Linked DNA regions of Mus musculus: regions 1, 3, 4, 5 and 6 are each linked to region 2. Evidence: chromatin contacts called from public Hi-C and HiChIP or PLAC-seq data. All regions are on one chromosome and are shown on one strand. The core of a region is the stretch at or near the end of the contact, and the rest is flanking DNA. Distances in the headings are between cores, read along the strand shown. Region 1 overlaps Grin2a (glutamate receptor, ionotropic, NMDA2A (epsilon 1)). Region 2 has its middle 12 kb from the start of Gm30444. Region 3 overlaps Grin2a (glutamate receptor, ionotropic, NMDA2A (epsilon 1)). Region 4 overlaps Grin2a (glutamate receptor, ionotropic, NMDA2A (epsilon 1)). Region 5 has its middle 250 kb from the start of Gm41418. Region 6 overlaps Grin2a (glutamate receptor, ionotropic, NMDA2A (epsilon 1)).

Region 1 (3,117 bases), core at 551-3,050, 660 kb after region 2:
ATGTAGCCAGGAGCATCCCTGAAACTCACTTGATCTTGACAAACTTCCGACAGGGTACCGTGTTCCTGACGCAGGTCTCAGTCAGTGGGTCTATGTCTTCTACGATGACGAAGGGGGCTTCCTCCAAGGTGACAATGCTGAGGTGGTTGTCATCTGGCTCACAGTCAGAAAAGGACTTATACCTTGGCCACACAGCATGCCGCAGGCTCAGAGTCTGATTCTCCCACTTGCCCACCTGCATCACAAACACAAAGACACACTGGGTGCATACATCACTGGCTTATAGAAAGGCAAAGGAAGGTCTTTCTCACAGGAGACAGGGGAGGTAACAAATGGTGAGGACCTGGATGTTGGATAGATATCCACCCCCCCACCAGATCCTTCTAGAGGTGAATGGTATGTGCATATCTGATAGTGATGACTAACGTGTACTTCTGGAGGCTCCCCAGAAAGACTCAATGCTCTGGCAAAGGTCAGTCCATGGGTGTCATGGAAACAGCATGGACTGTGATGGTCACAGAGCTGTAGGTCTGAATAAGCATCTCTCCCTTTGCAGTCGTGCAAGCCCTTCATCACAGGAGCATCTGCTTCCTCGTCTGTCCCATGATGCAATTCCACCTAGCTTCCTATGATGTTCGGAGAATCAGGCAGAGCATACATAGCAGAGCAAGTACCGGGCATATAAGAAGGACCTTGGGCTTCTACTTCAATCACAGAGAAGGGGAAAGAAAGACGGAGGCAGCAAACCGTGCTGGGAAAAGGAATGGAAGAAAAGAGTAACAAGAAATGGATGAGCAAAATGCAGGACTGAGCAGGGAGAAAACCGAAGGGGCCAGAGCCAGTGATGGAATTAGAAGCACCATCTCAAGCCCTGATATGGTCCCATTTAAGTTGCAAATGAAGGTGAACTTTCATTAATCCACAGAGCGGAGACTATTACTGCTTAGCACGCATCAAGACCTGTCAAAATAGAATCGATTGTACTCCCTTTGAGCAGCAGCCAGCATCTCGGTGAAATCAAATTGAAGGCTGTGTGTTTTGAACTTTAATTTTATTTGACAGTTTATTGGCACTGTTCACATACTCGCCGGGAGGAAGCTGCCCCCACGCCTTGCTCTCTCCTTCCTCCTCCTGAGCAGCTGCCTACACCACAGGTCAGAGCTTTATTTGTGGTAGCAACCTCAAGGAAAATACCTCACTGGAGCCAGCTAAGTGAGGAGCACAGGCTTGTCTGTGTTGATGTGACCCGCTCACCTCTCCTCCAGTGACGTGAGTGTCACCAGAAATGAATCCAGACACACTGAGCACCAGAAGGTGATAAGGGTGAGGAAGAGAAGAAGAATTTCTGCTCTCTGAGATTACCTCATCATTTGCACTGGAAAATTTTTGCTGGCTGTAAAGAAACATCCCATGTGGCTAATTACAAAATTGTCTAGCTTTGGTGATAGCGTTCTTTTTTAGACACAGAGGTTGGCAGACTAATTTGGTGAAGCAAACATGCTCATCTAGCCCCGATGTTTGATATAAGCTAGGAAAATGCAGAGTCCGTGGAATTCTTTCTTCATTCAGCATTGATTTATTGAATACCTACTATGTGCTGGTATTAGCTTAAGGGTAATGATGAATCAAACAGAATGGTTCCTGCCTTTGTGGTGCTATCAGTGAGTTGAGGGACAGTGATCAAAATAATAATACCAATTATATAAATAGATTGCAAAATCTTGCTGTGGGAGAGATGGCACAGCTGGTGAGTGCTTGTAACACAAGCATGGGGACATGAGCTCAGTCCCAAGAATTCATGTGACAAAGTAGGGCATGGTGGCACCATGTAATTCCACTGCTGCTGAGAAAGGGGCATGTCCCTGGGTCCTCCTGGCCAGCCAATCTAATCAGTGAATTCCAAGCCACCATGAGATGCTCTTGAAGACAAAATAAAAAACAAAAACCCCACGTTCACCTCTCCTCCCAAACAAATAGTCAGCATCCTAGCATCCTGAGAAACAATGCCCAAGGCCTGAGTTTTACCTCTAGCTCTCTCTCTTTCTCTCTCTCTCTCTCTCTCTCTCTCTCTCTCTTTCTCTCTTTCACGCACGCACACACACACACACACACACCCCACATATGCATACACATGCATACGTGCATACATAAACACATTTTTAATGTGCATTTCCATTCCTTTCCTTTGGTCTGGACCTTCAAGAGAGGCTAGGTGGTTGAGTGGATAGGACAAAAGCTCTGACAGTTAAGGCCTTTTGTGTGTTCTTGCCAGCTTTACCTTTTAAGCTGAGTAACTTTGGGAAAGTAACTTAACCTCTCTGGGCTTCACTTTTTTTGTTTGCAGAAGTTCAGAGAACAACCAGAAATCTCATTGAAGACTGCAGTGAGGTCTAAATGAGACAAAAATGTAGACAATGCATCCATGGAGCATAAAAGCATGAACATCTACAGCAGATGCTCATTCTGTGGTTAGCATGTACAACAGAGCTCCAACATCACCTCATTTGAAAAGCCATCCTTGCTGTCCCCACAGACAGTTCACCCTGTGCCTGTCTCCACTCTGGCATTCCATATTATTGGTACATCTGCATAGCTGGGGAACACCGTCACTTAGTCTGTGTGCCCTCTCTAGACCCATATCCTTCATGATATACATTATAGTGCCAACTTCATAGTTCAACACAGAGGCTGTGCAACTATCCCATCTCACCCAGTAAAACTAACTATTGCTCGTAGCTCTATGAGACACAAACTTGCTGTCTCACCACATTCTCTCTGGGTGCTTCTATTCATTCATCCTCGACAGCCAAATGATAGCATCAATTCCCATCCTGACTTCCAGACACAGCTTCCTAACTCCCAATACACATAATATGAATATGGATCTGAGCTAAGCCAATGAGAGGCATCCATGGAGATTGTGCTCAGCCTATTAGCATACAGCTGTCATGACCTTTGGAACAAGCTGTGAGAGAATGACTGCTGAGCTAGATAATGGAAAGATCAGAACCATAAAATGAAGGCATCCTTTATATTTGTGTTTGTGCATGTTTGTGCATGTGTGTTGTATATATGTGAGTGTGTGCATTCATGAATGCATGTGTGTTCTTGTGTGTT
Region 2 (3,161 bases), core at 534-3,033:
CCCAACTCGCTTCTTGGTCATGATGTTTGTGCAGGAATAGAAACCCTGACTAAGACAATGGGTGAGGTGGGGCAGAGGAATGTGCAGTGTTTGTCACATGGGATGGAGTCAGAAAACAGGACTGGGCTAGCAAACCTTAAGGCCTTCCCTGTGTGACACACTAACTCCAGCAGGCTCCACCTCCTAAAGGCTTCATGACCCTCCAAAACAGCACAAGCAACACATGAACCTGTGGGAGACATCTTAGACTCAAACTTTATGACAGAAGGGTTGTTTGATAGCCCTCCACTTGGATAAGCCCCAATGTGTGTTGGGGTCCTTTTGTGACTTCATGGTCATCTCCCTAACCCCATACTTACTCTCTCAAAGTCACCTACTCCATCAATTCTGCCTGGCTACTTTTCAAATCCTAATTGTGTTCTGTATCTTGCCCAATGTTTGGCACTTCTAACAATTAGCATAAAGGTCTGACATATAGTAGGTGGTCATCTGCTCCTACATTAGCATAGACCTATAGTGTGCCAGGTGTTGTGAAGGGCACTGGGCACGCTGTGGTGTTAAGCATCTACCTTCGGGAGTGTTTAATATACTGTCTCCCTGGTGTGACAGGAGATGAGATACAGACACAGCTCCAGAGAGTCACTTCTCAGGTCTGTGAAATGCTGTTCCCTGGAAAACAGCTCCAGGAAAGTAGGCTCAGGCAGTGCGGAGCACCTGTGCAGACAACAAGGTCTAGTCCTCGGCTCATAGCAAACAACAATCACAGGACATATTGGGCCTTGTCGGGTGTGTGTGTGTGTGTCCAGAGTCTGTCTTCTGGAATGAGTAGGAGAGTGTGGAAGTCTAAGATGATCCTCAAGCGAAGACATGGAGCTACTAAGTCAGGGGCCTTCATAATTCTCCTTGAATGCTCACAACTTTGTGATGTAGGCTCTGGGGTTCATACACCCATTTTACAGACCCAGAGAGATCGACTTGTCTGCGGTGGCCAGTGAGCTGGCAGCAGGGTACATGTGATGCCTGGACGCCCATCTCTGTTTTTATTTTTTCCCCTTTCTCTGATCTTCCTGCCTCTGCTTCCTTTTCAGCATGCTGGGATGGCAGGCTGTGTGCCGTCCACCCAGTTATTGTGAGAACCCGGCCTAGTGCAAGCCCAGCACAGTCTACCAACTGCTCTGCCTCCCTAGTCCTGGACTTTTCAACTCGCAATGGGTGCTTTGGGTTGTAGGTTCAGAGCACAGACTGGAGGTGATATCACAGCTCTGAGTTGCCGGCCTTTTGACGCTAGCCAAGTCACTTTTCCAAGTCTTGATTTCCTTATATCCATAATTCTAAGCCTTCTTGTGAGGTAGCAGTGTGACGGCCCAAGTAGAAAAGATTCTAAGAGAACATGGTAAAGCTCTCAGAACACACAGCGGCTGCTGCCTCAGAAAAAAAAAAAATCCCAAAGTTCTTTTCTTTTTGTAGAAGCTGAAAGCCAAAGGGTGGATGATCTCACCTCCTTCCCCGGAAGGAAGATGCAGAACTTCCTGGGAACCGCACATCCCTCCTTCCTCCTCCGAGTCCAAATTTCAAGAAATGCAGCTAAAATTGGCCCTCAAACAGCTTTTGCAGAGCACGCCGCAGCTTTTTTTGGGCCTAGAGAGCCAGTTTCCATGATGAAAGTGGCACAGAAGGAGAGACCCAGCTAAAAACAGCCACCGCCCAGGCTGGTGTTAACAGGATGCAGCCTACCCTAAGATCTGGCAGTTCATACGCCCAGGCTTCCGCAGCTGATTTGCGCATCGCCACTAGGTGGTAGCATCGCGACATGAGGCGCGGGAGCACACTCCAGGACCCCAATGACCGAGAACCCTGTGAGTGAGAACATTAACCTGCCTTGGAATTCGCCACTTCATTGTCTTGCTTTTATTTTGGGGCATGCATTTGCATTACAGGAGCTCCACCGAAGAGTACTTCTTTTAGGGGATTGGGACCCAAAGAGGTCTTGGGCATCCTGGCTGCAAACACCAGACACCCTGAATCACCTAACCCAGCAGGTTTCACCATGCCAACCTGGCTTCTTTTTGAACATTCCAAGCAGAGGCGTCAGAGTCTAGAGGGAGAAGGTACGCATTTGGAGTAAAAGCCAGCTGTCTCCTTTTCTGGGTGCAGGCAGTGTGGCTGCGGTGTCTCAAGGCCACTGAGGCATTATAACCTAGACCCTGAGCAGGATATGAAGGGACTGTTTTCAGAACAAAGAGGACTCACTGCTGTTTCTACAAGTATGTGTGAGGCACATGCATTTGTTAAATGCACTTGCCTGGGCCTGCAGAGTATGGGAGGCCAGAGATGACATTGGGTTGTTATCCTCAATTGCTTCTCCTTTTTATTATTTTGAGACAGGGTCTCCCATTGAATCTAGAGCTCATCTGTGGCTACACTGGTTAGCCAGGGAGCCCTGTAGTGCTGGGGCGATTTACTTTCTTCTCCGGGAGGCTGGGGCTCCTAACTCAGCTGAGAACTTACTTAACCAAGCTTGAGGGCTCACACAGCCGGTGTTTCATCCACTGAGGCATCTCCCCAGCCTCTATTGTCTATTGTCTATTACAGTTCAGTTTCTCTCTGGTCCAGTGTATAGTAGATGCTCAACAAACACACATCACGTTTTCTCATCTAAAATGCTTGGGACTAGAAGTGCTTTGGACTAGGATGTTGGAATACATGCACAGATACAGTGGGGTGTCTTGGGAAAGGGCCCTGAGTCTGAACCCTGCATTCAGGTATGTTCTGTATGTATCTTTTATGCATAGCCAGAGGTCAGTTTTATAAACTTTTCCATGCACCTGTGTTTTGACTGCAGCTGTCATGCAAGGTCACATGTGGAATTTCCCACTCGTGGTCTAATTTGCTCAGTTTTGGATTTTGGATTTTTGGATTATGGATATTTATTATCTTAGTTTGGGGACCACAGAGGAAGGTGGACAGGGTGGGCCAACACTGTGGACACCAGGAGTTTTCCTTTAAGAAATGTAAATTCTAGTCCCTGTCTGGCCACCACCCGAGGCAGAACCTCCTGGATAGGCTCTCGAGAGATCTCAAAGCACACACTTGAGTTGCTCCACAGCGAAGCTTCTTCTGGCCCCAGTGATCAGGAATTTACCTCAAGTTCTGCGAAATGG
Region 3 (3,205 bases), core at 195-2,694, 830 kb after region 2:
GGTCACTCACACCAGCACATGAGAGGTGGAGGCAGGAGGATTGCTATGAGTTCCAGGCCAGTCTGAGAAATGATGTGAGACTTTGTCTCAGACCCTCCCATCCACCTAAATAAATACTGTTTACTTGGCACAAGACCATTTTTTGACCTATGAGAGCTCTTGTTATGACTACTTTATAGTTATTGTTCCATGATTGTCATTAGATCCTAAAGATTGAATGCAAAACACGCATCACTGATTGGGGCATCAACAGCAGACACTGAAACGAAGGCTGTGCACAGGACATGCACAGTTCTTGGGCACTTCCAACAGATGAAATCAGCTCCAGTACAAACACCCAACATACTTGCAATCAGCAGCAACATTTGCACATAAACAACCCCCACCCAAGGCAAGAAAACAGTTCTCAAAATAATTGAACCAGCCCAGCCTTCTAGCCCAGTGCTAGTGGCAACTTATTCCTTCTGAGAACATAGCTGCGGCTTTTTGAGCCCAGCCTGGATGGAACTTGGAACTACCAAAGCCAGAAATTTCTTGTCCTGAATTTACCTCATCTTTCTCCCAGAGTGGTTTGCATAGGAGAACAAAGAGAAGATATAGTCTATGGTTACAAGCTTTCTACTATAAGAAGAATATATTCAGATCTTGATCCTGAGCAGACCATTGACTATAGCCAATAATACCATAGCATCTACTAGAAATGTATAAAGACAGTAGTTAGGCAGGCAGGAAGATAGACAGACACAGGCACACATGCACTCATGTACACACACATCCATGCATGAACACACAATGGGAACTACACCTTGTGATAAAGCGCTCATTAACTAAGTAGCAATAACAATTTCACAACCTCAGCCAGACATTGTGGTTTACATCTATAATTCCAGAACTTTGAAAGCACAGCCAGGAGGATTGCCACAAATATGAGGCCAACATAGGCTACATAGGTAAAGAAACCTCTTCTCGGGTGATTGAGGAGGAAAGGGGGGGTAGCAATTCACAATGTTAGCAAGTCTTGCTGGTACAGGCTGAAAATCCTGGCTAGTATAGAGCGTAAGGAAATAGGAAAGCCAGCCTGTGCTACAGAATTCTGCAAGCCAGCCAGGGCTACATAGTAGGATCCTTACTCTAAGAGAGAGGAAGGAAAAAGCAGAAAGGAAGAGGGGGAAGACAAAGAGGGAGACTAGGAGAGGAAGGAAGAGAAGGGTGGGAGGGCAATGGTTGAGAAAGAGGGAGAAAGAATAGAGGAGGGAAGGGGAGGCAGATGGGGGGGGCTGTGACTTGAGTTGTTTCAAGCACTGGATCCTGCTCTATCAACAATCCAGCCTCCAATAGAGCTTCCTGGCTGTAAGAAACAGCAAGAACTGGGACCAGTCGCCCTCTCTTCAAGATAGCACTGTTCCAGCTGAAATGCTGTATGGAAATAGTCACAGCCCGCCTCCACAAGTCTTTACCACCACATCACACAGATGTCTTTTAAAAGCAGAGGCTGCAGGGCCCCAGTCTCGAGCAACTGAGTCAGCAAGCTCTTTGGGGTGCTGGGGTGCATGAAGGGTTAGAGGCCACAGATGTCAAGACAAACCAGCCAGCAGAGAGAGGTTGTGTGTCCATGGATATGTGTGTGGCTGTCCACAGCAGATAAACACAAATTTGAAGAGTAACTATTTAGAAACAGATGGCAGCCTAGTATCAAATGCAACATCCAAACACAAGAGGTTTCTCTCAGTGTTGATTTTCTTGTTACCTGACAATAAAGGGTTTCAACACAGACATCTGTCCTATTACTGCCATTCAAGAACTTTGGTCACCAGATTCCAGCTCTGCTTCTCCACAGCTGCATACTCTTCCCCATCCACTGATATTCCACGGGCTCAGTGTCTTCCATCTAGAGACTGTGAATCCACATCTCCACCCTTCCTTTGATTCTTAAGAAGTTCAAACACCAGTGGTACCAAACAATGATAGTACAAATGATGAAGAAACATAACATTGAATCTTTGCATATTATAATTTTGATATAAGGTATGGGAGTCTTTGTGCATGCAATAAATGTAAAACTAGAGTTTTCTAAATTGAGTTTCTGAACCACCAAGGAGGAACACAGGCTCTGAAGTCAGGAGATCAAATGTGTGCTTGGCTGCTCAGTAACCATGTAATGCAAAGTGAATTAATTAAATCGTGAAATGAGTAATGCAAAATGAGGGTAAGTCGTCATGAAGTGGCCTATGATGTTGTAAAGAGGAGATACGATTAAGTACATAGAAAGCATGGAGCCAGGGCTTGTCCCTGGAGCCAGGGCTTGCCCCCTTGAGGGCTCCATAGGCAGTGTTAATTTACTATAATTGCTGTCAGCATTAATATCATTGCTGCCCCCTGCTGAAACTGGGGTCCTCCCTGCAGTAGCCACAGCTGCGTGCAGTCCCCTGCCCAATGATGGGACACGATACAGAGCTGTCCTGGTTTTTACCCAGGTGCTCTACACTTTTTCCACCATATACTCTGGGGTTCTCACTGTCAACCTCGGAGTTAAGCCATTAAAATCTAATCATCTGTAGTGTGCGATAGTCATCAGGCTGGACTCCTAGATAAATCCTGTCAAGGAGAGGATGATGCAGAATCCTACACACACACACACACACACACACACACACACACACACACACCATATATTTGTCCCCTCTCTTATCTCTTATCTGTCCCCAGTGGTTGACATCTTGAGCAGGATCCATGATTATACAACATATGATCAGATGGATAAATACATACTGTGGCTCCATTTTTACACACACACACACACACCAACACACACACACACACACACACACACACACACACACACCTCTTTCTCGCCATATATGATCAGTATAGCTAGATGACAGAACATTTATGTTTTTATGTTTAGACAAGCCAGGATGCCCCCTTACACTTCCCGAAATGTGCATCTTCAAACTAGGGTGGCCAACAGCATTCTCATGCCTGGAAGAAAAGGGCTCTGTCTATGAGCAATGAACAACCACCACATATTGAGGCTTCGGATTCCAAATGAACTCTGTAGGCTAAACATGGTGTGCATCATCAACAAAGGACCGCAAGCTGCTCCTGGTGCTCCAGTTGCATTCCAAAGCTAGAGAATGAGGCTTTTCCAAAGCAGAGATAATTCAGCCAGCTATGGCAGGGGTTCCAAAAACATCTCTCGAAGCCA
Region 4 (3,305 bases), core at 322-2,821, 890 kb after region 2:
AGCCTAATATACCTAGAGAGCTCTAGACCAGGGAGGAACCCTGCCTGAAAATCTAAAGTGGACAGCACTTGAGGACTGACATCTGATGCTGCCCATGGGCCTCTGAACACATACATTCATATGCACCTACACACATACTAGCACTTGCATACATGAACGAACACACACACACACACACACACACACCTTATAAAGAAGAGACACAAGACTCAGGACTTCAGTAGCCCAAATTCAAGTGGAACTTGAAGATAAGGGGTTAGTGAATGCAGTGATGTCTCAGTGTAATGCGTTGATGAGCTAGACAGGAAGAGAATACACTAAATTAGGTGCCCAGTGGAGACCTGCTAGGGTGCTAGCCTTCAAGCTGAGTCCTGGAGGATAAGACCATGCCTATGCAGAGGTGCTGTGGTCTCACCAATTGGATACCTTTGGCATGTATACATTAGTATCTTACACTTTCAGGTGCTGTCCAGAGAGTCAGGAACTTTCCAAGGTAACTAAGTTCTTATCTGTAGAACTTCTGTCCTTATCAAAGAGGCCTAGGAGAGCCCTACCTCATCTCTCATGTGAGGACATTAGAAAGTGACACTTACCTATGAACCAAGAAACAGCCCTCACCACATACTGCATCTGTGACCTTGAACTTGCAAGGCCCAAACATGAGCTTTATGATTTGTGATTGAGTTCTTGTCAGAGAACCCTGACTCTGTGCCTGACTGGCCAGAGCCTAAGCACATCACCGTGTGAGCTGCTTCATCTCAACCAGTCCACAGGGATGACCATGGAGCGGAACTCAACATGCAGTGTGAAGTTACTGAAGTCGGCACATCATTTTAACTGTTTGATTGAGAGTACTTGCTGCTCTTCCAGAGGACCCAAGTTTGGTTCCCAGCACCTAGACCAGGTGGCTCACAACTGTCTACAATGCCAGTTTGGGGGCATCTGATGCCTTCCACTGGCCCCCAACCCCAACCCCAGCATGCATGTGATGCACAGATATATGTACAGGCCCAACAACCATATGTATAAAATAAAATAATATAATTTAACAAATAGATTATTGAATAAATGCATGATCTACAGCAAATGTTACACAAAGCCATCTCTTATTTGTGAACCTCCTTCCAATTACCTAGTTGCCTGGATTCAGCCCAGTGCAGGGAGATCTGAGTCCCCTGTAGAGTCTCCTGTTATGGTTCTCACTTACAAGCCTTCAGCCAAATATTTATGAATAAGCAAATAAATGAATGTGTGGGCTTGCTCACTGCCTTATCTTTCAGCCACTGAAGTATATATACCTCCTTGTGAGTAGGTTTCCTCTGGAAGCAAGGGGCCTAGGCAGGCTTTACCATTTTTTTTGCAGAATAAAAGATGGAAGAGAAATAGTTATTAGCTACTGTTTTCTGCAAACGCCTAGCCATCTGCACCCCGTTACCTAAGCAGAGTCCTCTGTGGGTGCCAAACTTCAGAGCCCAGAAAGTTGGAAGGGATTCCAGGCTTGGATCCCTCAGGCTAGGCTATTCTTGGAAGCCGAGCCCTCACCTGCCACAGGAGAATGAGTCATGCCCGGGTTGAAGGCTTGATTTCTCTGTGAAAAGGAGTGGATCTGTACACCTCAGAACAAAAAGAGGATCGGAGCTCTGCCCCAGTGCTTCTTAAATCAGTGTCTCTGTCCCCAAATCTTCCCATTACAGCAGGATGGTGCCCAGAACCCTGTCACTAACTAAAAGTCCACCTTGAAGGAGATGAAGCAAGGTCAGCTACACTGTTCTCTTATACCAAATCCCCAGGCCTTCTCCGGCCCTGTGGAGCAGTTCTCAGCCACAGCTCCCCTCTCTAGGCTAAAGCAGCCCATTAGTTTCTCTCTGTGACCTGTGTTCTGTCCCATCTTCACCTGATAGAACCCACCATGGCTCCTAAAGATGTGGGCTAAGGGTGACAAACCCCTTGCTTTCTTATGTTGGCCATGTTCTTAAATGATGACAATCTGCCCCATTTAACATGGGCAGTTTCTATGATTTCATAGTCTTTGTCCCGAGTTCTGAGGAAGGCACCTGCATCCAGATATGAGCCATCCAGATTACTGGCAAGGGTCAGAGGCAGCTGGGACAGAAGGACAGCTGATGCTCTGGATGGCCTCGTGAATTCTACTTCCCTCCCTGCTTGCTCATCCCAATCACTGTTTCCATGCACATTCGTAAGCTCTGATTCCTACACATGCGCAGAAAGATGCCTCAGGTGAAAGTAGCTAATAAAAAACCACATTCAATCAAACTGTCACTTTGTTTATGAAAAAGTATGGAGTGTCTAGAAGTGGCAGGAAGGAGCGCTGGAGATTAATTCTCTAAAGTCGTTCTGATTAGAAGAAGAATTAAAACATTTACAAAAAGGAAAGTTTGTGACCCACGGAGACCCTGAAGCTGTGCATTCTTGAAGACAGCTTGGGGCAGCTGTAAGTATATCTTGGTGCAGACCAAGCTTCTAGTAGAGAGGTTTTTTTTTGTTTGTTTGTTTGTTTTATGTTTTTTTTTTTTTTGAGAAGAAATGTATCTGGATTGGATTGGGCTCAGCCACATCTCTTCAATACCTACTTCATTCATAAGGACACCTGTCCTAAAGCAAGTGCTTGTGGTATCTGAGTCACTCTGTGCAACTAATTAAGACAAGCAGGTCCTCAGACCCTCGGGCTTTAGGGAAGTCACACATCCTAATGCACAGAGTAGTCACAGGTCTAGACCAGAGTGGGAAGACAAAGTCTTACTGTGCAGCCCACCTTGGCCTCAAACTCATCTTTCTCCCGCCCAGCATCTCACTGTTGGGGTCCCAGACACGCAGTACCACACCATCTTCATTTCAGACTCTGTCTGAAAAACAGGCAACAGAATGGTAGCCCATGAGTTACATAGAAATGATAAACGGGTGTCAGCCAGCCGCTAAGTGGGTGTCACCTGTCACACAGCCATGGATGTCTGATACACCAGTGAAGTACCAATTATTTCTAAAGAGGTTCAGCTGGAGATGACATCAGCAGTACCAAGACAGCGACCAGGCACTCTGTGTTCTCCTGTGGCCTCCGTTAGTGATAAGAAAGTAGGAAAGCCTGCAAACCTACCTCACCCATTTCTTTCTCCTGCCATAGGCATTTTAAAAATTAAAGGCCGCCATGGGCAGCCTGAGCCGACTTGATCACAGTGATTAAACGAGCTTCCTCTAAGAGCAGAAGAAGGAGGGCCCTCTTGTCGGGGAGGGATTGGGGCAGGTTGCTCTTAGCCAGAAATGGGAGGGGGACCTGTTTTCTAAAGAAA
Region 5 (3,493 bases), core at 862-3,361, 520 kb after region 2:
ATAACCTGTGGCATGTGTAGTTCTTGGATTGAACCCAAGGCCAGGGCTTCATTCACACTAGGCAAACACTCTTCCAACTAAGCTATATCATCAGCCCCTATTGTGTCCTTTTAAATATGTCCATATAAAATTATTAAAACAGAAGCAGAAACTATTTGAAAAGAAACTTGTAGTTCACAGACAGCCACAGGCACCAGCCATCATAGCCCACATCCTTCTTCTGGCATCTGACTGATGGACTCATGGGAGGTCAGCTCAGCTCCAGATAAGACATCCAGAGAGCGAAGAAGGACCTGCAGCTGTGTTACAGTGATTAGCCAGACTGGAGGCATAGGCAGAGCGAGGCTGAGTGGGGTCTAGTCAGCCAGCCACAGAGACAAATGGAGCAGGAGTTTGTAAGATGAGGAACAGGAGAGAAGGGAGGGAGACAAGGGTTGGAAGCTGTGATTTTAGCTGAGCACATCCCACATGAGATCTGCAACAGCCAGTATACAAGAACAAGGCAAACCTAGCATCTATACAAGCTTCCTAAATTCACAATGACTATCTCAGTCTTGCTGGACCTTGAACTGGTCAGTCATGGACTTATGCTGAGCTGCCTATTGTGTGAATAGTGTTCATTGTGAGTCCTTGGGACTCGTTCTCTGCTGGGTATCTGTACTTGGCTCCTGCAGGCAGGGAATGTCAGCAGGATCCGTGGAAATATCAGTTGCCTCTGAGGAAGAAGACTAAGATGTTGTGTTCTCTCGACTGCTTACTTAATTTTTGACACATGATCATTTCATGTAGCCTAGGCTAGTACTGAACCTGCTATGTCAAATAGGATGACATCATGCCTCCTGCTCGTGAGTGCTAAGATTATAGCCATGGCCTCCAGTTTAGAGCCAGTTGATAAAGTGCTTGGGGTTGGGCCCAAAGCAGCATGCATGGTAGACAAGCCGTCTGCTGACTGAGCTCCACTATAGTCTTCAAGTGTCTTACGTGAGATGAATTTCACATTCATACATCTGTATCAACCCCACAAGCCTTCATGTTGAGCTATTAACCAATTAAGGTTACTGTTGGTCTAATGGTCTACATGCACTATGAACCCTGGTCGATTGCATAGCATCTTGCTGCTTCCTGACCAGATATCTAAGAGTCCTGAGTCATATGTTCAGAAGGTCATTCTTTTCTTGGGCCAGTTGCCAACTTCCCATATCTTAGACAATTATGAAATGAAGAGAGTTTCTTCCCTTTTACTGAAAATATGTGTCGTGTCATTGGGACACCAGTGGTTATTTTTCAGACACACTGGCTGTCTAAATCCACATCGAGGAATGAAGGTGGAGCCAGCGACAGGAATGTCAGACTACAACAGAGCATGCAAACATAACATCGCCAGCAATCATCAAAGCCAGCCCAAGCCTCTGAAGCCTGCAGTGGAGACAAATGAGCTCATGTTGTGTGCACAACTAAAAGAAGATGCAGAGCTGGTTGGGAACAGGTGGGAGATGGGCAGCTGACAGATCCATCGTGAAGGATACAGAAAACAGGCAAGCAGGCTGGGCTCAAAAAGCTCATTATTCCTGAAAGGAGCCCTCTCAGCCCTGGGTATTTCAAAGCCTCATGGCAACATTGAACTTAAAGTTCCCAGAGGTGCCATGTGCTAAAGAATATTAATAAGCCAGCATTAGTTGGGCATTGCATTAATTACAAGAAGGTTCAATAATAGCTAAGCAGGGTTGGGATGGGGGAATCCAAATACTATTTTCTCTGACAATATCCTTACACTCAGTGTAACCGGCTTTCTGTCATAGTCAGAGAGTTGACATCATCTGGAGGATAATGAAGTGCATGGTCATCTACTTGCATAATTGATTTTCATTCGTTGGGGCATTTATACTACTGACTACTAATTGTTTGAAGATAGGCATGACATTCTCTTCTTTTTTTTTTCCTCTCATTCTTCAGGTAGTTGCTTAGGCCCATGGATATAAAACAAGGCATCTTCAAAGCAGAGCACTGAAAATAGCAGTAGGTGCCAAACTTTCAGAATATCCAAGGAGTGCTTGCTTCTGATCCTCTTTGTTACTAGGTTGCCATGGTGACGAGAGGGTTTGGACTCCAAGGAGACTGGTTAATAACCATGATGCCACTTCAAGCAAGGTCACTCCCTGATAGACACTGTTCATCCCCCAAACTCAGAGAGATCCCATAGTCTATACACTTCTGTTTTTCTTGTCTATTGTCTCAGCACTGGAGGGCAATGTACCAAGGTCACAACATCTGACACGGGTGACGTAGGAAGGCAGATGGGGCAACAGAGCTGTCTCAGGAATAGGGGCAGATTTCTACCCGCAGCTTTTCACAGCCATGGGGAGTGGGCTGGGGAGCCAGGAGATCTGCGTCCTGGGAGAGAAAGCGTGCTAAGAGTTTCAGAGGAGGACTTAAAGGCCTGTTTTGTTTTGTTTTCCTTTCCAGAATAAATCTTTCCCTGGGCAGCACAGATTATAAAGGGGCACAGCCACACTCTAACCCCAACCTGTCAGGCAAGCTCTGGCACAAATTTAATCTGCATGCTTTTCAAATTAGTTCCTGTCTTGAAGACCCTGCGCTCATTCACATCTCAGCATTCCCTCGGGAGTCTTTGCTGTCTCTTCACCTACAGGCTTCCATACAGACAATAATTGCTTCCCTAGCAAAGCCTCCTTCAAAGCGATGGAAAAGCTGCCAGCTAGCATCACCAGGAAGGAAGAAACCCCAGGGAGCAGACTGGGCTCCAGGACTCCTCTGTAGTGCCCATCCCCTTTGCTTGGAAGCAAACAAGCTCACTGTGAACCCTAGCCACACGGCTAGCTACAGGAAACTTTCAGCCTAAAGTCATAATTCTAACTTAAGGTTCTAAGGGCACAACAGATAAGGCACTTAGCAATCCCATGTCACCATCAAGCCCGAGTGAGGCCTTTCCTGGTGCCTCAATAGCACCCTGGCCACCTAAAAGTAATATCATTCACCCTATGTATAGCAGTGGCCTTCCGTGCCTGGCTCTGTGGGGCAGGTTGACTTCTGCTTTGTCGTGCACGTGTTGCACATGAATGTGTCCTTCCAGCTGTCTTCCCAACCTTAGTGTGGATGTAATAAATAAATATTTGTGTCAACATTCAGAACCATCTTGCAGCCTCAATTCTGCTACTCATTCATGTAACACACAGATATCTCAGGAAAGCATTCTCAGAATTGATTGATTGATTGATTGATTGATTGATTGAATTATCAGATCAGCTCTACTTGGAAGAAGTTCTGGTTAGTGGAGTTTTTTGCTCCTCAAGACTTAAGTGTGAATAACAGGCTCTTGAGTGGCTTAAAAGCATACTTAGGCTCTGAGCCTCAGGCTTCCTATAGATAAAATGTAATTTTGCCTATGGTTTAGATAAATAATTATATCTTACAATGTCTGGCACACACTAAGCATGTAGGTCAGATGAATCCAGTCATGATGATACTGGATTCT
Region 6 (3,131 bases), core at 173-2,672, 610 kb after region 2:
TTACAAGCCAATGGAACCTGGAGACACCAGGATCAGAGGCTGGAAGAGGTGAGAAATAGTCTCCACTTGTGAACTTGGCAGGAACATGTATGTCCCCACTGGCACCTTGACTTTGGACTTTTGGTCCCCAGAACAAAGAAAATGCTTTTCTATCTGGAAAGCCGGAATTCTGTAAAAGAAAAAGTGCTTATTTTGAGATAGGGTCTCAGTGTGTAGCCAAGAATAGCTGCAAAGTCATGATCCTCCTGTGTCTGCCTCTCAAGTGATAAGCCAGTGTTTAGATCACAGGTATGTGTCACAATGCCCAACACCCACCTGAAGTTCTCTACAGGAGGAAGATGGTGGGGCATTTCTGGATTTGAAGTTGGACCAAGGGCTCCCTTCATCGCACAATGTGCACTAGATGATTTTATGGCCTGAGGTAACCCCGCTAATGAAAGGCTCCTTTTCCCAAAGGCTGATGAGAAGAGATGTTGGGAAAAGACCACACAAGGTTGACACTTGGCACTGTGACCATTTCAAGTATCTGACAAGTAGAGGCCTGTTTGCAATTTAGCTGTTGGGAGAAAAAGAATCTGTTACTAAGACACAGACGGTCAAGAACTTCGATGCTCTGCTCCTAATCCTGCACCTTGTAACAGGCAAGTCTGACCTGTCTCAAAATCATCCCCTTCGCAGGCAAAAAAGAGGGACCATGGGTCAGACTCTGAATACTGGCTCTGCTTCTTGCAGATCTTTGGGCTTGCTGCTGCTTACTTAGTTCCAAGCCTCGATCCCTTCTTCAAAATGGAGAGGTCGCATATCCAGCAGTAAAGAAACAACCATAGATTTGAAGTTTCCATGTGGGCTTAGCAAATAGTGACAGGAGACACACCCGAAGAATACAGAATCTGGGCTTGGACAATGGCCCAGTCAGTAAAATGTATGATTTGTAAGCAAGAGGACCTGAGTCCATCCTCAGAACCCAGGGCCATTATAATCTCAGTTCTGAAGAGTCAGAGATGGGCAGACAGACAGTCTACCTGACTTTGTGAGTTCTAAGCTGGTGAGCGATCCTGTCTCAAAAAACACAGTGGGCAGGGCTCCTAGGAAGAATGCACTCATGCACACACATGATTAAAAATAAGAATACAGAATCTTCCAGGGAGTTCTTAATTCTTTGTGTTTCTCAAGAGAAACCATCTGTGAATAGTTCTACAGTTAAGGAATCTAGTTTCATCTGGGGGCTTCATTTGTCTTTTCCATCTCAATGGAAGGAGAGCTATTCTTTTAAAAATAGCAATGAAAATTTCAAACAAGGGAAGAGATGTGTTGAAATGAAAACCTCTACAAACTTTGTACCAGCTTTATATAACAATGGGCAATTAGAGCCAGCCAGGCTGTGCGTTGTCAAAGAGATGGCCACCGTTGTTACTGTATTTAAGTTGTGACTCAAAGCATTTGGCTCTGGAGTAGGACTTATTCTAGATACTGTGCTCCATCACTCTCTGCCTGTGTCTTCTATTTCAGAATAGAAGATGGCAATGTCATGGTCACATAGCCCTAACACAGGGTGTAAATAAAATTGTGCTGACCAAGCCCTCCCCATACCCAAACAGGACCTATGCAAGGTCAATGCCCAATAAATGTTACCCATCGGTAAGAAATACCTCACTTAGTTCCCAAAACAATTCAAAATGTAATAAAATGAGCTTCAAATGGGTAAAACAATTTGAGTTAAGTACATTCGGATGTGAAACAGCATTAAAGGCTTCAGGGAAAGCCAGGAAACCGAGATCCACATCACACACTCTCATAATTGCTGAAGGAGAATCACAAATTGAACTATGAATTTTCAAGTCATAGTCCAAGCGTAAAGCCAACCATTACTAGTTGTGAGACACACATTGTCCACAGGCAAAAGTTTGACTTAGATGTTAATGGTACAGAGCCTGAGAGATGAGACAAAACGACAAGCTCAGCAGAATGCCTTGCAAGAAGGTTGTCAGCAAGCTTCTGGATGTATCTAATTCACGTGTGTGTGTGTGTGTGTGTGTGTGTGTGTGTGTGTGTGTGTGTGTGTGTGTACGTACATGCGCATGCAGATATACATGAAGCCAGAGGACAGCCTCAGAAACTTCACCCACCTCCTCTGGTCTAGGGCTCATCGGACTTGGGACGGTTAGCTAGGCTGCCCAGCCAGTGAGCCCAAGGACTCTCCTATCTCGACCTCCCCAGTGCACATGGCTACATTCAGCTTTCTATGTGAGTTCTGGAGATGAGCTCAGGTTCTTGTGCTTACAGGGCAAGCTCTGAACTGACTGACCTGTCTCCTCATGGATGTAATTCCATTTCATCACCTTTCTTCCTCTTCTCGTCCCTCAGTCTCCATCTCTGCGTTTACAGAACCGTGAATACACTTCATTCAATGTCTCCCCCTCCTCCAGTTTTCCTATTTTTAAACACTTTTTTTTATGGAGGACCTTGAAAATTTTTTAATATTCTTTTTGATGGAGTTTAACAGGAAGTCATTCCAAGGACAAAAAGAAGAAAGATGTCTCTGCTTTCTTGAGTTTTTATTAAGGGGAAAAAAAAAACCCTAACCGTATGATGTGGTAGCAATTATTTTTGAGCTGTATTTGCAGCGTGGGGGTGGATCTCAGAAACCAGGTCATTGTCGATCTGCTTTTCTCTCGAGATGATGCGATCCCATTTAGAACAGCTCGCTGAGCGCTGATGTCTACGCCCGCTTTCGAACTCAGCAGCTGAAAATGAACCATGCATGCTTGATTCTGTCTGACTGATAAAATATAGCAAATAAGCCCCACTCAGATGGTATCCTTGAAAGAACTTGCTTGGCATAGCAACCATCCTGACTTACCCCACATCTACCTTTCTCTCTGCTGTTTCTGCATTGCTGGGCCAGTTTCTTTTGAGAGAAAAAATAAGGATACTGTGTTGTATCAACTCTAAGGTCATCTCACAGTATGTTACATAAGATGTGCATATTATATAGGACCATACAACTCCACTTTCTAATCCTGCCTTGAACACTATTCCTATCCATCTAACTCTCTAGCCAGCATTGCCAAGTGGGGGGCAAAACTGAGCCCTATGCTTGGAAGTTCTACCATACAGTGATTTTGCTAAAT

What was found. A called contact is a pair of places that touch in the nucleus more often than the background predicts. HiChIP or PLAC-seq counts read pairs in DNA pulled down with a chosen protein or histone mark.
Region 1: a contact with region 2 is called in a Hi-C map of cortical neurons, with 2.4 times the contacts expected there. The contact joins two enhancer-like sites. A contact is called at or near these places in 1 of 15 datasets of contacts at CTCF or cohesin (embryonic stem cells), 3 of 484 Hi-C or Micro-C datasets (cerebral cortex, cortical neurons and embryonic retina) and 3 of 115 datasets of contacts at active chromatin or transcription factors (SST interneurons, embryonic stem cells and neural progenitor cells).
Region 3: an H3K27ac HiChIP or PLAC-seq map of SST interneurons shows a contact between it and region 2, with 8 times the contacts expected there. The contact joins two enhancer-like sites. A contact is called at or near these places in 3 of 39 promoter capture datasets (cranial neural crest, embryonic stem cells and hippocampal neurons), 4 of 484 Hi-C or Micro-C datasets (embryonic fibroblasts, embryonic stem cells and palatal mesenchyme), 4 of 115 datasets of contacts at active chromatin or transcription factors (SST interneurons, embryonic stem cells and neural progenitor cells) and 1 of 9 other capture datasets (embryonic stem cells).
Region 4: a Hi-C map of cerebral cortex shows a contact between it and region 2, with 3 times the contacts expected there. The contact joins two enhancer-like sites. A contact is called at or near these places in 2 of 39 promoter capture datasets (cranial neural crest and frontonasal cranial neural crest), 1 of 484 Hi-C or Micro-C datasets (cerebral cortex) and 1 of 9 other capture datasets (embryonic stem cells).
Region 5: a contact with region 2 is called in an H3K27ac HiChIP or PLAC-seq map of neural progenitor cells, with 11 times the contacts expected there. The contact joins two enhancer-like sites. A contact is called at or near these places in 1 of 39 promoter capture datasets (stem cell-derived epiblast-like cells), 1 of 15 datasets of contacts at CTCF or cohesin (stem cell-derived epiblast-like cells), 14 of 484 Hi-C or Micro-C datasets (cortical neurons, embryonic stem cells, forebrain and 2 more), 3 of 115 datasets of contacts at active chromatin or transcription factors (embryonic stem cells and neural progenitor cells) and 1 of 9 other capture datasets (embryonic stem cells).
Region 6: a contact with region 2 is called in a Hi-C map of cortical neurons. The contact joins two enhancer-like sites. A contact is called at or near these places in 6 of 484 Hi-C or Micro-C datasets (cerebellum, cerebral cortex, cortical neurons and 2 more), 3 of 115 datasets of contacts at active chromatin or transcription factors (embryonic stem cells and neural progenitor cells) and 1 of 9 other capture datasets (embryonic stem cells).

What each region holds. Positions count from the first base shown.
Region 1 is chr16:9,669,676-9,672,792 of GRCm38.p6, forward strand. It overlaps Grin2a (glutamate receptor, ionotropic, NMDA2A (epsilon 1)), which reads right to left. Exons shown (of 14, transcript NM_008170.4): 6 at 30-235. Among named protein-coding and RNA genes, the nearest start is that of Grin2a, 320 kb to the right of the region's middle. Within about 2 kb of position 1,801, at least 29 of the 459 cell types and tissues checked have an H3K27ac peak or open chromatin away from gene starts, as enhancers often do. A contact at or near this core is called in SST interneurons and cortical neurons, where this site is marked.
Region 2 is chr16:9,007,833-9,010,993 of GRCm38.p6, forward strand. No RefSeq gene overlaps it. Among named protein-coding and RNA genes, the nearest start is that of Gm30444, 12 kb to the left of the region's middle. Within about 2 kb of position 1,784, at least 24 of the 459 cell types and tissues checked have an H3K27ac peak or open chromatin away from gene starts, as enhancers often do. A contact at or near this core is called in SST interneurons, cerebral cortex, cortical neurons and 1 more, where this site is marked.
Region 3 is chr16:9,840,262-9,843,466 of GRCm38.p6, forward strand. All of the region lies in intron 3 of Grin2a (glutamate receptor, ionotropic, NMDA2A (epsilon 1)), which reads right to left. Among named protein-coding and RNA genes, the nearest start is that of Grin2a, 150 kb to the right of the region's middle. Within about 2 kb of position 1,445, at least 7 of the 459 cell types and tissues checked have an H3K27ac peak or open chromatin away from gene starts, as enhancers often do. A contact at or near this core is called in SST interneurons, where this site is marked.
Region 4 is chr16:9,901,705-9,905,009 of GRCm38.p6, forward strand. All of the region lies in intron 3 of Grin2a (glutamate receptor, ionotropic, NMDA2A (epsilon 1)), which reads right to left. Among named protein-coding and RNA genes, the nearest start is that of Grin2a, 92 kb to the right of the region's middle. Within about 2 kb of position 1,572, at least 17 of the 459 cell types and tissues checked have an H3K27ac peak or open chromatin away from gene starts, as enhancers often do. A contact at or near this core is called in cerebral cortex, where this site is marked.
Region 5 is chr16:9,531,555-9,535,047 of GRCm38.p6, forward strand. No RefSeq gene overlaps it. Among named protein-coding and RNA genes, the nearest start is that of Gm41418, 250 kb to the left of the region's middle. Within about 2 kb of position 2,112, at least 12 of the 459 cell types and tissues checked have an H3K27ac peak or open chromatin away from gene starts, as enhancers often do. A contact at or near this core is called in cortical neurons and neural progenitor cells, where this site is marked.
Region 6 is chr16:9,623,144-9,626,274 of GRCm38.p6, forward strand. All of the region lies in intron 11 of Grin2a (glutamate receptor, ionotropic, NMDA2A (epsilon 1)), which reads right to left. Among named protein-coding and RNA genes, the nearest start is that of Gm41418, 340 kb to the left of the region's middle. Within about 2 kb of position 1,423, at least 11 of the 459 cell types and tissues checked have an H3K27ac peak or open chromatin away from gene starts, as enhancers often do. A contact at or near this core is called in cerebral cortex and cortical neurons, where this site is marked.